2 separate regions of the Mus musculus genome follow, and region 2 is linked to region 1. A link is a contact called in public promoter capture Hi-C data. All regions are on one chromosome and are shown on one strand. The core of a region is the stretch at or near the end of the contact, and the rest is flanking DNA. Distances in the headings are between cores, read along the strand shown. Region 1 overlaps Itsn1 (intersectin 1 (SH3 domain protein 1A)). Region 2 overlaps Itsn1 (intersectin 1 (SH3 domain protein 1A)).

What was found. Promoter capture Hi-C pulls out the DNA fragments that hold promoters and counts their contacts.
Region 2: a contact with region 1 is called in a promoter capture Hi-C map of hippocampal neurons, with 2.0 times the contacts expected there. The contact joins two enhancer-like sites. A contact is called at or near these places in 1 of 39 promoter capture datasets (hippocampal neurons), 1 of 15 datasets of contacts at CTCF or cohesin (large pre-B cells), 3 of 484 Hi-C or Micro-C datasets (bone marrow-derived macrophages, muscle stem cells and nephron progenitors), 2 of 115 datasets of contacts at active chromatin or transcription factors (embryonic stem cells and extraembryonic endoderm stem cells) and 4 of 9 other capture datasets (adipose tissue, embryonic stem cells, liver and 1 more).

Annotation. Positions count from the first base shown.
Region 1 is chr16:91,754,376-91,761,600 of GRCm38.p6, reverse strand. The region is part of intron 1 of Itsn1 (intersectin 1 (SH3 domain protein 1A)); the gene reads right to left. Among named protein-coding and RNA genes, the nearest start is that of Itsn1, 29 kb to the right of the region's middle. Within about 2 kb of position 4,715, at least 19 of the 459 cell types and tissues checked have an H3K27ac peak or open chromatin away from gene starts, as enhancers often do. A contact at or near this core is called in hippocampal neurons, where this site is marked.
Region 2 is chr16:91,893,832-91,900,285 of GRCm38.p6, reverse strand. Itsn1 (intersectin 1 (SH3 domain protein 1A)) reads right to left here. Exons shown (of 39, transcript NM_010587.2): 31 at 6,311-6,454; 32 at 3,861-3,959; 33 at 614-781. It overlaps Gm52262 (a long non-coding RNA gene), which reads left to right. Exons shown (of 3, transcript XR_003951963.1): 3 at 2,338-2,840. Among named protein-coding and RNA genes, the nearest start is that of Gm52262, 7.2 kb to the left of the region's middle. Within about 2 kb of position 3,500, at least 34 of the 459 cell types and tissues checked have an H3K27ac peak or open chromatin away from gene starts, as enhancers often do. A contact at or near this core is called in hippocampal neurons, where this site is marked.

The DNA.
Region 1 (7,225 bases), core at 3,466-5,965:
CCCTCAATACAATCAGATGAGGCACAGGCAAAGAACTCCAAACCTGAACCCACCCAGGAGTTTCCAGGTAGGAAAGACCGTTGTAAACATGCTCCTGTGTAAGAGATAGGCGCGCCCTGACCGCACACAAGCATCTCATGAAGGGCACAGCTGTCTTCTTTACAGCACTGTCTCCTTCCACTTTTATCCAGCCTTTGTCTGCAGTGTCAGGAGGACTCAGCTCACAGAGCCCCACCTGCCTCTGCCTGCACACTGCCAGCATTACAAGCGCACAGCCACTTCCAGCTCATTTCTTACAGTTTTCAAATCGTAAGACACGTATTATGTGCTGTGATTTTCCCATTGTTCACAGGTTCAGCCGGGAAGCTGATGTCTCTGTCCCGCCTTGAGTCACTACAATTAAGGCTAATTTAAAAGAAATGCTCATTTTCCCTCTTCAACCTCCAAACTAATACTCCTGAGATAATAAAAGAAAAATTTTAAGATATCCTGGAGCAACTGTACCTCAATTTTGGCTTCAAATAGAGCTTAATACCATAGCTACTGTGTCCCTAGGTGAAACAACAACGTTGATGTACTGCCTGGACCTCGATATTCTCATAAATTACACCATTCCATATTTGAAAAGATATTCTTCAAATCTTGCTAAGATTAAAATCATGAGGGATCAATACCTTTCTTTCCAAAAGAACTGAATATGTGACATCATGACCAGTGGACTCCAAATAATGTTCATCCTAGAGGCAATGGGTGACTAAACAAAAGCCCCAGTTCCAGTGTGGGACATCTCCACAGGAGGCGTCAGTGGGGCTCCAGAGGTCCCACTTAGCCAGTCCTCTTGCCGGTTCTGGTCTGAACGAGGAATGCCCCCAGGAGAGACTCGGGTAGCTGAACACCTGGTTCCGGGTGCGGTGCTGTCGGGGAGGCCTGGTTGGCGCAGCCTCACTGGAAGACTTACAACACTGATGCGCACTGGCTCTCAGGTTCCGGCTCTTCCTGCCATATCTGCCACTTGCTGACACGCCTCCTCCCCAGGACAGACTCTTTTGTTTCATGTTAGACTCTTAAGCTTCTAGAACCATAAACCAAAATAAACTTATCACAGCGATGTAGAGCCACCTAATTCTCCGGTTCATCAGAGTTAACAGGATAAGACCCTACTGCTTAAGGGAACACATACCTTGCTGCAAGACTTAGAGAAAACATGCCAGAATAGAGCTGGAAACTTCCTCCCTGGTTTCTAGCTTTCAAAGTTCCGGAAAGCTGCCGCAGGAGAAAACGCACCATTGGTCTTATCCATTTGTGAACCCCAGGCACCAACACCACCACACAAGCAAACCTCCTGGGCATGGCATCCCCACCTTTTATAATGGCACAAGTGCCGAGCCATTACACCCAAGCACTCTCAGATCTTACCAGGTTCCAACGGAAAGCACAAACTCAGATCACACTGACAAGCCTGGCTAAACTCAGTAAATCACAAAACAAAACAAACAGACATGAATGTGGAAAAGACATTTGGAGGGTAATGTATACTCCCTTCAAATTAGTACACGTGTGAAAGAGTCAACTAACAAATTTAACTAATTTTTTTAAAGGGGGACAATTTAGATTTCATAATAATGGGAGCCACTTAAGCAAGATTAATGTCTGCCCTGTGAGTTAACCTTACTAATGGACATATTTCTCAAAGGATATTCCTGTTAGATTAGATAAGTAATATAAAGATAACAAAGTTATCACTGAACTATATTTGTTTAAGAGCCTTTAAGACAGTATCAGTTATCAGCATTAAATACTGGTTCAGATGAAACACTAATACTGCAGAGGAAATCAAAGTAAATCCTAGAAGAGAAAACACAAACTAATGCGGGACTCACAGCGGTCCCTGACAGATGCTCCAGGCGCTGCCCATAGCTCCTTCCCACCGCCTCCACTTTGGTGGGATCACTTTTCTGCTGGGCATCTGCTCCAACAGCAAACACACATCATTTAAGCTGCCATCTGCACACATTCCTAACTGACTTGACAAAGTGGACATCTCTACAGCAGACAGCCACTACAAAAGTAAAATACAGGAATTCTCGAAACTTCAAAAATAAAAACTACTCACAGAGTAGCCTGAGTCTATATAGGGTATTTCAAAGCATTTGGAAGGTGCACTAAATATGAGTTATTCAGGAGTTTAGTGGTTCAGTTAGCATGTCATCTACATGCTACCAGGCCTCTTCGTACAACAGATACAGAAGGGACTCATAAGGAATTCACTTTATGCCTTACTGGGGAATAACTGCATTTCAAATCTCAACTGACAAAAATGTCCCATCCACCTCAGAAGAGGGACACCCAGCACCGTGAAGGTCCAAGTGACTCAAGCCACCTTTCTGAGATTGGGGACAAAGACAAATGACAAAAGAACAAGGCATGGCAAACTAGTACAACTGCTTCCAAAGAATACAACAACAATGACAAACCCACAGGCCCTCCACAGACAAGTTCAAGGGGCCTGAATGACTCATGTTAAGACTACCTGCTGCCGGGCAGTGGTGGCACACGCCTGTAATTCCAGCACTTGGGAGGCAGAGGCAGGCGGATTTCTGAGTTCAAGGCCAGCCTGATCTATAGAGTGAGTTCCAGGACAGCCAGGGCTACACAGAGAAACCCTGTCTCGAAAAAACCAAAAACAAAGAAACAAACAAATTACCATACCAGTCAAAAAAGATGGCTTCCCAAGAAAAGAAAACAAATCTAAAGGAGACTGACCAGCTGACCCCTAAGCTAAGAATCACATGGCTGCCTTCTTCTCCATTCCGGCTTCCACTTTCCAACTCTCTGGTTATTTGCATTCTAACCATGAAAATCTGTATGAATTTTTGGTTAAGTGAATGGTCCATGAGGAGAAAAAGTCAGAGAAAGGGCAAATTAAAATTAATCTTATGGTAGTTGTTGATAAAGGCCAGTATTGTGGGAGGCAGAGACAGAACAATTTCTGTGAGTACTAGGCCAGCATGGTGGTCTATATACTGAATCCTTGCCTCAAAAGATAAAATAAAATTTTAAAAAAGTAAAAATCATCAACAAAGTTCTAAATTAAATGATCACACTGACCATAAATGTAGACAATGCTCTAACAGCGTATGAAGAAAAGAGAGATAATAGACAACAAATAACCAAGACTGTTACAGAGACACTCTAAGCAGCCAGAGCACAGGCTTTGCCATGCTTGTATTTGATGCACATATATTTTCCCAATTATCTATAGTTGGTAAATTTTTAAAGAAAACAGCTGGGCGTGGTGGTGCATGCCTTTAATCCCAGCACTTGGGAGGCAGAGGCAGAGGCAGGCGGATTTCTGAGTTCGAGGCCAGCCTGGTCTACAGAGTGAGTTCCAGGACAGCCAGGGCTACACAGAGAAACCCTGCCTCGAAAAAAAAAAACAAAAAAAAAAAAACAAAAAAAAAAAAAAAAAAGGAAGAAAGAAAGAAAGAAAGAAAAGAAAACAGAGAGAGGCTGGAGAGATGGCTCGGCATTTAAGAGCACTGACTGCTCTTCCAGGTCCTGAGTTCAGTTCCCAGCAATGGAATGAACATGGTGGTTCACAACCATCTGGAATGGGATTCGATGCCCTCTTCTGGTGTGTCTGAAGATAGCAATAGTGTACTCGTATACATAAAATAAATAAATCTTTTTTTAAAAAAGGAGAATGGGAGGAAAGGAAGCATGCACAAATGTACACACATGCACATACAATTTTTGTCATGCTGAACATTTTATATATAAAACATAGATACTTATTAAGGAAGCACTCTGTAAAACTGTCCCAAGCTAAGTGACCTACCAAATATGAAAATACTTAACTTCCTTCCTTGCTATTTGTAGGAATCTTTGTCTTCATCAACAAGCATTTGTTATGCAGCTACCATGCTCTAGATCCCGTGTCTGCAGACACCCCGGTAGTAGTAATAAAGACACAATTATTCAGCCGGAGAGATTGAGTACTGTCCTGGCCCAAGGCCTGAGTTTGGTTTCTAATAGCCATGTTGGGTAGACTACAACCACCTGTGACCCCAGGACTGATAGACCTCAGAGTGCTGTGACCTCTGGCACCTGTACTCATAGTATGCGTACACACCAAAGTATATACATATGCACATACACATACAAAATTTAAAATCAGTAAGTAATTTTAAAAGGTATAACTAGTGAAGTTCTTCCGCACAGTACTAGAAAAAGCAGGCTAAGGGCCACCAAGCCACACCTCTCGTTGACTACCCTTCAAAAATCCTTTCAGAATGTCAGTACCTCCAAATGCAACTACAAGCAGACAGTGTTATGAAAAACATCTGCTATCAGTACATTCCTACAGAATTAAATTCTTGTCTGTGGGGCACGTGTGCGATCATATGATTTGCCTCTAGCTCAGGAAGTATGCGGAGAAAGGCAAAAAAAGCATGGAGAGCCAATGAGAGGCCATGCCATCCTGTGCTCTGGAGTGGTATCCACAGAAGGCCCTGGCACAAGAAATAAGCTCATGTTGAAAGCTGGCAATTTGAGGGTGGGTGCTGCAAGACTGCTTAGCAACCGCCGAATCAAAACAACGTAGAAAAGATAGAAGCTGACTCTGAAGTCCCCAGGTAATGGGCTTACACTCCGGTCTCCAAAGCCTGGGAAGGTCCCTTTGCTGAACTCTGGGCATGTGGAAGCTCAAGCAGGCCAGTAGCATGATGGGACCTCAGAACAAACCCTGGACTCATGGCCCCAAGGGGAACACTGAGAGCAGTGCAGAGGAGCGCTGCCCAGAGTGCGACAGTCTCATCTACCTTCCCATGGTGGGGACAAAAGTCCACAAAAGCAACCTTAGGAAGGAAGGGTTTATGCCAAATTAGGTTCGAGGTGTACAACTGAGATGAATTTCACATAAACAATAACCAAAAATTAAAATTGAAATTGACTTGGGACTCATGCCAGACTCCACTACAGCTCAGCGGCGGCAGTCTTGTGTGCCAGTAAAAGAGGTAGGTAGCACTGAGTCATGGTGTAGACAGCTTACTAAAGAACAAAGCAACAACACAATGTGAAAACACATGCATGCAGCCTAGGGCAGCATGGTTAGGCACACAAAGAACAAACCAGTCATATATCTACATTATATAGGTACACAGATGTGCTGCCTTGGAATTCAGGAAGCACTTAAAAATAGTAAAAATAACATGGTATAATCTCATAAGCTTCCTAATTATAGGATAAAACTCTAGACTGCAATTCAGAAATAAAGAAAGCATAATCTTGGTGTATTAGTCAGGGTTCTCTAGAGTCACAGAATTTATGGAATATCTCTACATTGAGGGAATTTACTGTGATAACTTACAGTCTGTAGTCCAACTAACCCAACAGTGGTCAGCTGTGAATGGAAATCCAAGAATCTAGTAGTTGCTCAGTCCCACAAGGCTGGTTGTTTCAGCTGGCCGTCTTCTATAGAAGTAGATTCCAACAGATGTGCTAGCAAGCAAGTGAAGAGAGAGCCTTTCTTCTTCCAAAGCCCTTACGCAGGCCTCCAGCAGAAGGTGTGGCCCAGATTAAAGGTGTGTACCACCATACCTAGATCTGGGATTTGCTTTGTCCTAGAGGCTGGTTTGCCTTAGTCTCCTTGGATTAAAGGTGTGTACTACCTTGCCTGGGCCGAAGCTTTCATGGCAACCTGCTTCAATCTGGATCTTGAGAAAAAAGCATGTGCCATCCTATGTCAAGATCCGGGTCACAAACCTGTGTCTTGCAGCCCCAAGACCTGGACCACAGGTGTGCCCTCCATTTCTAGATTGTGGTTCATTCCACTTGTAGTCAAGTTGACAACCAAGAACAGTCATCACACTTGGGCAGAAAATATTTAAAATTATTCATGCTTGTCTGTTTGGGTTAGAAATTGCCACATGGGCTGGGCGTAGTGGCGCACGCCTTTAATCCCAGCATGCAGGAGGCAAAGGCAGGTGGATATCTGAGTTCGAGGCCAGTCTGGTCTACAGAGTACAGAGTGAGTTCCAGGACAGCCAGGGCTACACAGAGAAACCCTGTCTCGCAAAACCAAAAAAAAAAAAAAAAAAAAGAAATTGCCACATTATCAATGGACTTATGAAACAAAGTATTGACGGCACTCAAATTAAAAATGCTCTAGTGCTCTCTTTTATATTCTTAGATTAAGGCTTTGAGTGTAAATGAACTTCTGAACTCTGTCAACCAAGAAAAACGGTCTGAAAGCAGACCCCCCACTGATGCTCAAGATGGAGAAGCTGAGCCTGAAGGTGTAGTTCTGTGGTGGAAGGCTTGCCCAGCAAGTGCTGATTAAACCAGGAACAGGACCCAAAGGTAACCTGTGCTACTCTCACATAGTAAGAGAGGAGGTGCTGGCGAGGTACCAGGCTGATGCCAGGCTTCACAGACTGGCATCTACCGGAAGGAGTGGTAAACCACGTGATCATGTGACATACAGAGAACTAATGCAAAGAACAGATATGATAACAAGGTGGACGACTAGTCATTTCCACGATCTGAGAGGCCAGGAAAAGCAGAGAAGACGTTAGGAGTAGTTTCTGAGATGTTCTGGAGAAGTTTCAGCCAATGCAAAGACCCCAAGAAGCCAGCTCCAGAGACAAAGGCCATTTGGCTGACACAAGCAAAGTAGACAAGGGGCTGCAGAGAGAAGCCAGACAAACACAGACCTCAGTCTTTATTTGAGGTGTAACGAAAACCTCTAAGATGATTTAAGAAGGGAATGCCACCACCATTTACAGTGCAGAAGCTGCTCTATTGACAAGAGGAGCTGGGGGAATCCCCGAGGAGACCTCAGCAGATAGATGCTACTGTGGTGCCTAGGACCGATGTCTTAGAAAGATGAGCTTCAGCAGAAAGACTGCAAGACTGCTTACATGCATGGTAGCATTGACACAGTGTGAGAGGGAGGGAGAGAGAGAGAGAGACAGAGAGACAGAGAGACATTCAGAAAGAAGGGATAGCCATAAAGGCATGGCATGGTAGCTAGTCCATGCCTGCAGTCATAATATTCAGGAGCCTGAAGCAGGAGGATCTGGAGGTCAAGATGCTCTTCAGCTGCACACTGAGCTAGAGGCCAGCCTGGACTAGATAAAGTTTCCAAAAAACAAACCAAACAAACAAAACAATGGTCATAATGGTGCCAGTGGGCGATGGCAGCCCACTTCCTAGGGGGCACGGA
Region 2 (6,454 bases), core at 2,251-4,750, 140 kb before region 1:
GGGAGAGCTTCAAAAAACACTTACGGTAAAACAAATAAATAAAATCCTAAGGCAGGAGCTGAGAGTGTGGCTCAGTAAAATAGTACTTAACCAGCATGCAGGAGGTTCGGTGGCTAATCTAGAAACAGAAATCACTGCTCATACAGAAAAGGAATGGATGAGGGTGTGAGCTAACAAACAACACACAGATGACTATGACCCGCGACCTCAGGTACTGGGACTGTCAGATGTTAAAATACACACAAATATGTTTAAAGTGTGTTAGAGGAAGAGGAGGAGGGAGAGGAGGAGGGAGAGGAGGAGGGAGAGGAGGAGGGAGAAGAGAAGGAGGGAGAGAGAGGAAGAGGAGGAAAAAGGAAGAAGAGGAAGAAAGAAACATGAACATTTGAACAGGATACACAAAAGAAACCAGGACATTTGAAAAAAAAAAAATTGGCAATAGGAAGTAATATACTTGAATTAAAACTGCTCATCAGTTGTATTAACGAGCGGGAGAGAGCCCTGCTGGGAGAATAAGCACTGGCTAGAGAGGGAAGTGAAAGATCTGCCTCATCCCTGCTCTGCTGGCTGCCAGCACCGGGAGGGGTCCAGGTCCCGCCCAGTAGGTGGCTACCTCAGAAAGGCCTTCACACTGCACGTGGGCTTGGATCCACTCCAGCCGGTCTGAGTTCTCCTTCTCTCGAACTCCCTCGTTCACCTGGGAGCATAGCTCCTCCGCCTTTTCCAGGGCATGCTTCAGGTGGCTGTGGTCTGGATGGTTCTCGGGAGTGTTTTCCAGGATCTGTACAGAAGACAACAGCCTTGTCAGGACACTTCCCTCAGTGTGGATGGTCCTGGGCCCGTTGTCATGGAAACCACAGTGTTCTCCTGCATGGTGCCCACCGTAGCTGTGGCCCAGGGTGTCATGGCCACGGCTTGTTGGCAGCAGTGAGCAGCCTCAGGCTCAGTGAGGGCTACACTTTGCTGTGGGAAGGCAGTGAGTGGCCTTGCCCTTGGGCCTTCAGCCCACTCCCAAACCCTTGAATGTCCCAGCACAAACTCTGTATAACCTGTCCTTCAGAATGGTGGCTTCTAGCATGGCCACTAAACCACACACAGAGACATCCCAGATCTTAGGTAGCATGCAGAACAACAGGGCAGCAGAAGGGACTCAGTCTCTCCTCAAAAACCTTCTCCTATTTCACAGAACAAGCAACTCAGCCAGAGAGCAGGAGGACGAGCCAGGCGCCCTGCTGGCAGCCAGCAGCTGCTCTTCTCCGGCTCACTTACCCGAGGGAGCCAAGGATGAGATCCTGGTGTTGGAACTGAACAGTACTCCGTTAACTCAGGAGTGAAGGTTTAGGAGAAGGCAGGGTACCTTTGGGTGAGCAGGACAGGTGCCCTACGCCACGTGCTCGTGTGCCCTGAGAGCACGCAGAGCCACTGATGCCTGTGCACCCTGGAAATCAATTAGGATGGCTCCCCTGCTCACATATGTGTGTTTCGTCCATGTGTGAGAGCATGCGACGGTTTGTATTTGCTTGTGCTAGGGAGTGGAACTATTTGGAGTTGTGGCCTTGTTGGAGTAGGTGTATCACAGTGGGCGTGGGCTTTGAGACCCTCATCCTAGCTACCTGGAAGTTAGTCTTCCACTAGCAGCCTTCAGATGAAGATGTAGAACTCTCAGCTCCTCCTGCACCATGCCTGCCTGGATGCTGTCCTGCTCCCACCTTGATGATAATGGACTGAACCTCTGAACCTGTAAGCTGCCCCAATTAAATGTTGTCCTTTGTAAGACTTGCCTTGGTCATGGTGTCTGTTCACAGCAGCAAAGTCCTAACTTAGACAGGACACATGCGTATGTAAGTGTGTGGGCCCATGAGTGGAGGGCAGAGGACAAACTCAGCTGTCATCTCTCAGGAGCCATCTTCCTTGTTTGTGAGACAGAATGTTTTAATGGCACGCAGGGCTCACCAATCAGGTGAGGGTAGCTAGGATTCCCTCCATCTCTGCTGTCCAGCGCTGAAGTAGACCACCATGTCTACTTTTTTACATAGGTACCGACATCCCATGCACTCCACTGGCCAAGCCACCTCCCTAGCCCCCAAATACGTTTTTCTGTGTGTTCTGTTGTTTGTTTGTTTTTAACCCTGAGCAGACCTGTTCTAGCCAAATGCCACAGCATATCCCTTATCAGGCTGTTTGCAGGGCTGGGTATCCATCCAGGATGGGGCGTGCAATGAATTAAATAGTTTAAAATAGTTTTCATAGTACAAACCTACCATGTTTACTTAATCACTTTTCTTACTGAACATGTGTCCTGGATTAAATTTTTCTTTTATATTGTTATAACTCTAGGTCTAGGACCAGGAAGATGGCTGACTGGCCATGTGAAAGCACTCGTCATGCAACCATGAAAACTGAGTTCAACCCATGGGACCCATGGTGGAGGAGAGAACTGACTCTTGAAGTTAAATTGTTCTCCGATTGTCACCTGTGTGCCATGGTAACGAGCCCTGGGTTCCCAGTACTCACATGTGGGCTCAACCATCTGACACTCCAGTTCCAGGGCATCCAATGCCCTCTTCTGGCCTCTGGGGGCACCAGGTATCCAGACACACATGCAGGCAAAATTCCACACAGCAAATAAAAATAAGTCCTTAAAAGGCTTAGTTATGGGCTGGCGAGATGGCTCAGTGGTTAAGAGCACTGACTGTTCTTCCGAAGGTCCCGAGTTCAAATCCCAGCAACCACATGGTGGCTCACAACCATCTGTAACGAAATCTGATGCCCTCTTCTGGAGTATCTGAGGACAGCTACAGTGTACTTATATATAATAAATAAATAAATCTAAAAAAAAAAAGGCTTAGTTATCATACTTTCCCCAATCTGTGTTCAGTTGCCCGCCCTCGGTTCTTTCCTTAGATACTTCATGGAGCAAGAACTGTGCTCTAACGATACTAGTTTGTGTTTTCCTTCTAAATACTTATGCCTCTTGGTTCTTGATTTTTCGTTTTCTCCCTGTTGGTTAAACTCACTACAAAGGCTTGTTTCCAGAGTCGGCACATAATTAAACATAGAAGTTAATAAGGGAAGACACTTCACGAATGAATGAAATCAGGGAATCCGTCACTGTATGGTGTTGGGTGGAGCTGGGTCGGGCTGAGGCTTATGTGGAAGGGAGATTGGTTACACATGAGGAGCCTGATTAAATTTGTGCAGTTTGTGTGTACATGTGTGTGTATGAGAGAGAGAGAGAGAGAGAGAGAGCAGACAGTCACATGCCAGAATAGCCATGAGCATATCTGCACCCACAGCTAAGTTTCTGAACACCATTCTCAGATAAAGGAACTGATTTCTACTTCCCAGCACACTTTTGTCTTTTGTTCTAAGGCTCAGAGGGCAGCTGAGCCGGCGTGGATATGGAAACACTCGTTCTATTTTCTCTGGAACTAGCTTTCTTGAAAGGACAGGAGAAAAAAAGGCATCTGGTACAGGGAGGAGCAACAGGGAGCAGCCTTCCCAAGACAGTGGTAGGGACCAGGCCTCTCTCTCTCTCTCTCTCTCTCTCTCTCTCTCTCTTTGTGTGTGCGTGTGTTGCTCCAAATTCTGCGCACAGGCACCATGCCAGCTCTGGGAAAGCATCAAGAACAAATCTCTCATTCCCTGGCTTCGAAGCCACTTGGTTGCCATCTGAAGGCTGTATTTTATTAGTCTTTTTCACGCAAAACATTTTTTCCCCTCCCAGTTACCAAGCAGATGGCTTCAGCACCATATGGACACATGACTTCCACACGTCAGCTCCCAGGTGCACTGGCTAGGGACTCTGTCCCGCCTCCAGCCTCCCTTGGCTGGTGAAGGCACAGGGGGGCCACACTTACGTTTTTAATGATCAGCGGGTATCTTGTGACACGCTGCATAGGCTTCAGTATAAAGCTGGACAGAGGCATTCCTTTGCACCGAGGGTCCATTGCCAGTCTCTGAAAGAGGAGATGGTATTTTTTTTTAAAATGTGGTTCAGAAATCCGCAAAATGCAAAGCCAGTAACATTACATTTTTTCATTTAGGACTCCCTGCCTATTACCCATCCACCTGGAGAGTGGCTGAGCTGCCTGGAGTTGGAAGGCCTTGTCCAGCTGTCATAATCCAGGCTGAGGCGGTATGTAGAGGGAGGACGGGACCCTGGATAGGACCTACCCGCAGCCTGCCTGCATACCTTCTGTGAAAGGACATTCTGATTTCAGAATTTCTTCCAGATGTCTGAAAACCTTCATGATATGCCAGGGATCCAGAAGAGTCAAAAGACTATTCAATGAGAGTAAAAACCCCACTAAGTGCCAGAGAAGCAGAAGGACTAATATTATAATTCTCTCATTCAGGGTGTAGCCTGCACAGGCTTCAGTGACCCCAGACAGGGCTGCATCGTGGAGCAGAGACCCGAGGGCTAAAGCTCCAGTCTCTGCCAATTTGTCTTCGCCAGTGGCTCTCGGTATCTTTCTTCTTACTTCATTTGAAGTAAGCATGTATTTGGTGTTTATGTGTGTACATGTGTGCACACGTGTGTGTGTGCACATGTGGGTGTGTTTATGTGTGAGCTGGTTCTCTCCTACTTTTCTGTAGGTGCTGGGATTGGAAAGTGCCTTACCCCGAATCATCCTCCCAACCACCCAGCTTCCCAACCACTTTTACCAACTGTATTAATGCCTCTAGTGGATAAGAGTCCTTCTACTGGCAAAAAAAAAAAAAAAAAAAAATCCTTCTCTCCCATCAGCAAAGAGTGGGGTCCTGTTTAAAGCCGGTTTAGGCACAGGTATCTGGAGTTCTGACATCCAAACCATCAGCCCTTGGCCCTGATGTCAATTTTTGGATGCCGCCATCTTGGAAACACAGGAGGAGAGTGAAACAGTTCTAGTGAGAAGGAGGAGGGACCGCAAGCCCCTGGCCTGGGCTTCCATCAGCCTGCCCCAAAGTTGAAACAGGGAAGGACTGCTGGCAGCCCGGCACTGCCCTCTGCCTCTGTCTCAGCCTCGGTCACTTCTCAGCCTTCATTCCCACCACAGATATCTCAGCCACCTCATTCATTGGTTAGCATAGAAAATCCCTCAACTCAGAGAAACACCTGAGCTTCACACAGAGCACTGCACTTATGGGAGGCTCTGACCAAGAAGATGCCGCAGAGATACCTCACTGTCATGATTCCTGAGGTGAGCATGGCCACCCCCAAAAGTCTGAGGCACAGTCATGCTGTTTACTTAGCAAAAGATGCTTAACCCACTGTGGCATCTCATACCGAATCCAATGGAAAGGCCAGAGTTCACGCCCACGATCTTCCGTTGGGAAAGGCGTTATGATGTCTAAGCTTGACACACCTGGGAAAGGGGAGCCTCAGCTGAGGCACTGTCTCATCAGATTGGTCTGTGGGACAATGTTTTACATCACTAACTGATGTAGAAGGCTGGGTGCCCTCTGGGCAGCAGAACCTCTTAGCAGGTAGGTGGGAACTAAGAAAGGTGGCTGAGTCTGAGCCCGAGGGCCAGCCAGTAAGGAGCATTTCCTCTAAGATCTCTGCTTCAGTCTCTCTGCCTCTAGATCCTGGCCTTGAGCTCCTGCCCCATTCCCCTCTGCGATAGACTCTAACCTGTAAGCCAGATAAACTTCACTTCCCTAAGCTGCCTTTGGTCAGAGTGGTTTTTATCAGAGTAACAAGAAGCAAGCCAAAACAGGGACCCCAGGGCTATGGTGACCCTCTGTGTGTGAAAGGCAGAGGCTGGGGCAACGTTGATGCTACATGAAGAGGTGGACTCCTCTGTGTGTGAGCCAAGAAAATGAAATCAAGGATTTAGACACGATTCTCAGAAATACCACAAACAAGGCTGGTGAGGTGGCTCAGTGGTTAAGAGCACTGACTGCTCTTCCAGAGGTCTTGATTCAATTCTCAGCAACCACATGGTGGCTCACAACCATCTGTAATGGGACCTGATGCCCTCTTCTGGTGTGTCTGAAGACAGCTACAGTGTACTCATATACATTAAATAAATAAAATGAATCTTTTTTATTGAAAGAAAGAAAGAAAGAAAGAAAGAAAGAAAGAAAGAAAGACCACAAATACATGGACAACGTATCTGTGATGCTATTTCAAAGCGTTCAGACCCCGGATGGCTCTCCTGTCCAAGCACATTCCTCTACTGAGACCCACACCTGCCAGTTCAGTACCACTGAAAACTTCCATCCATCCCTGGAGGCCACTAGTGGAAAGATGCCTGTGGACTTTTGATGAGCCCCTCACACCTCAAGACAACACTCTGGAGAGAGTCCCCAGGGTCACCCTTACTTTGACGAACTCCTTGAAGTCTGGAGCCTCGTCCGTCTTCTGCTGGATGAGGGCAGCCCCATTGAGCTGGCAGCTGCAGAAGCGGATGTAAGGCTGCATGTGCGGCAGCTGGGCGCTCAGGATGTCGCCAATCATCTTCACCGG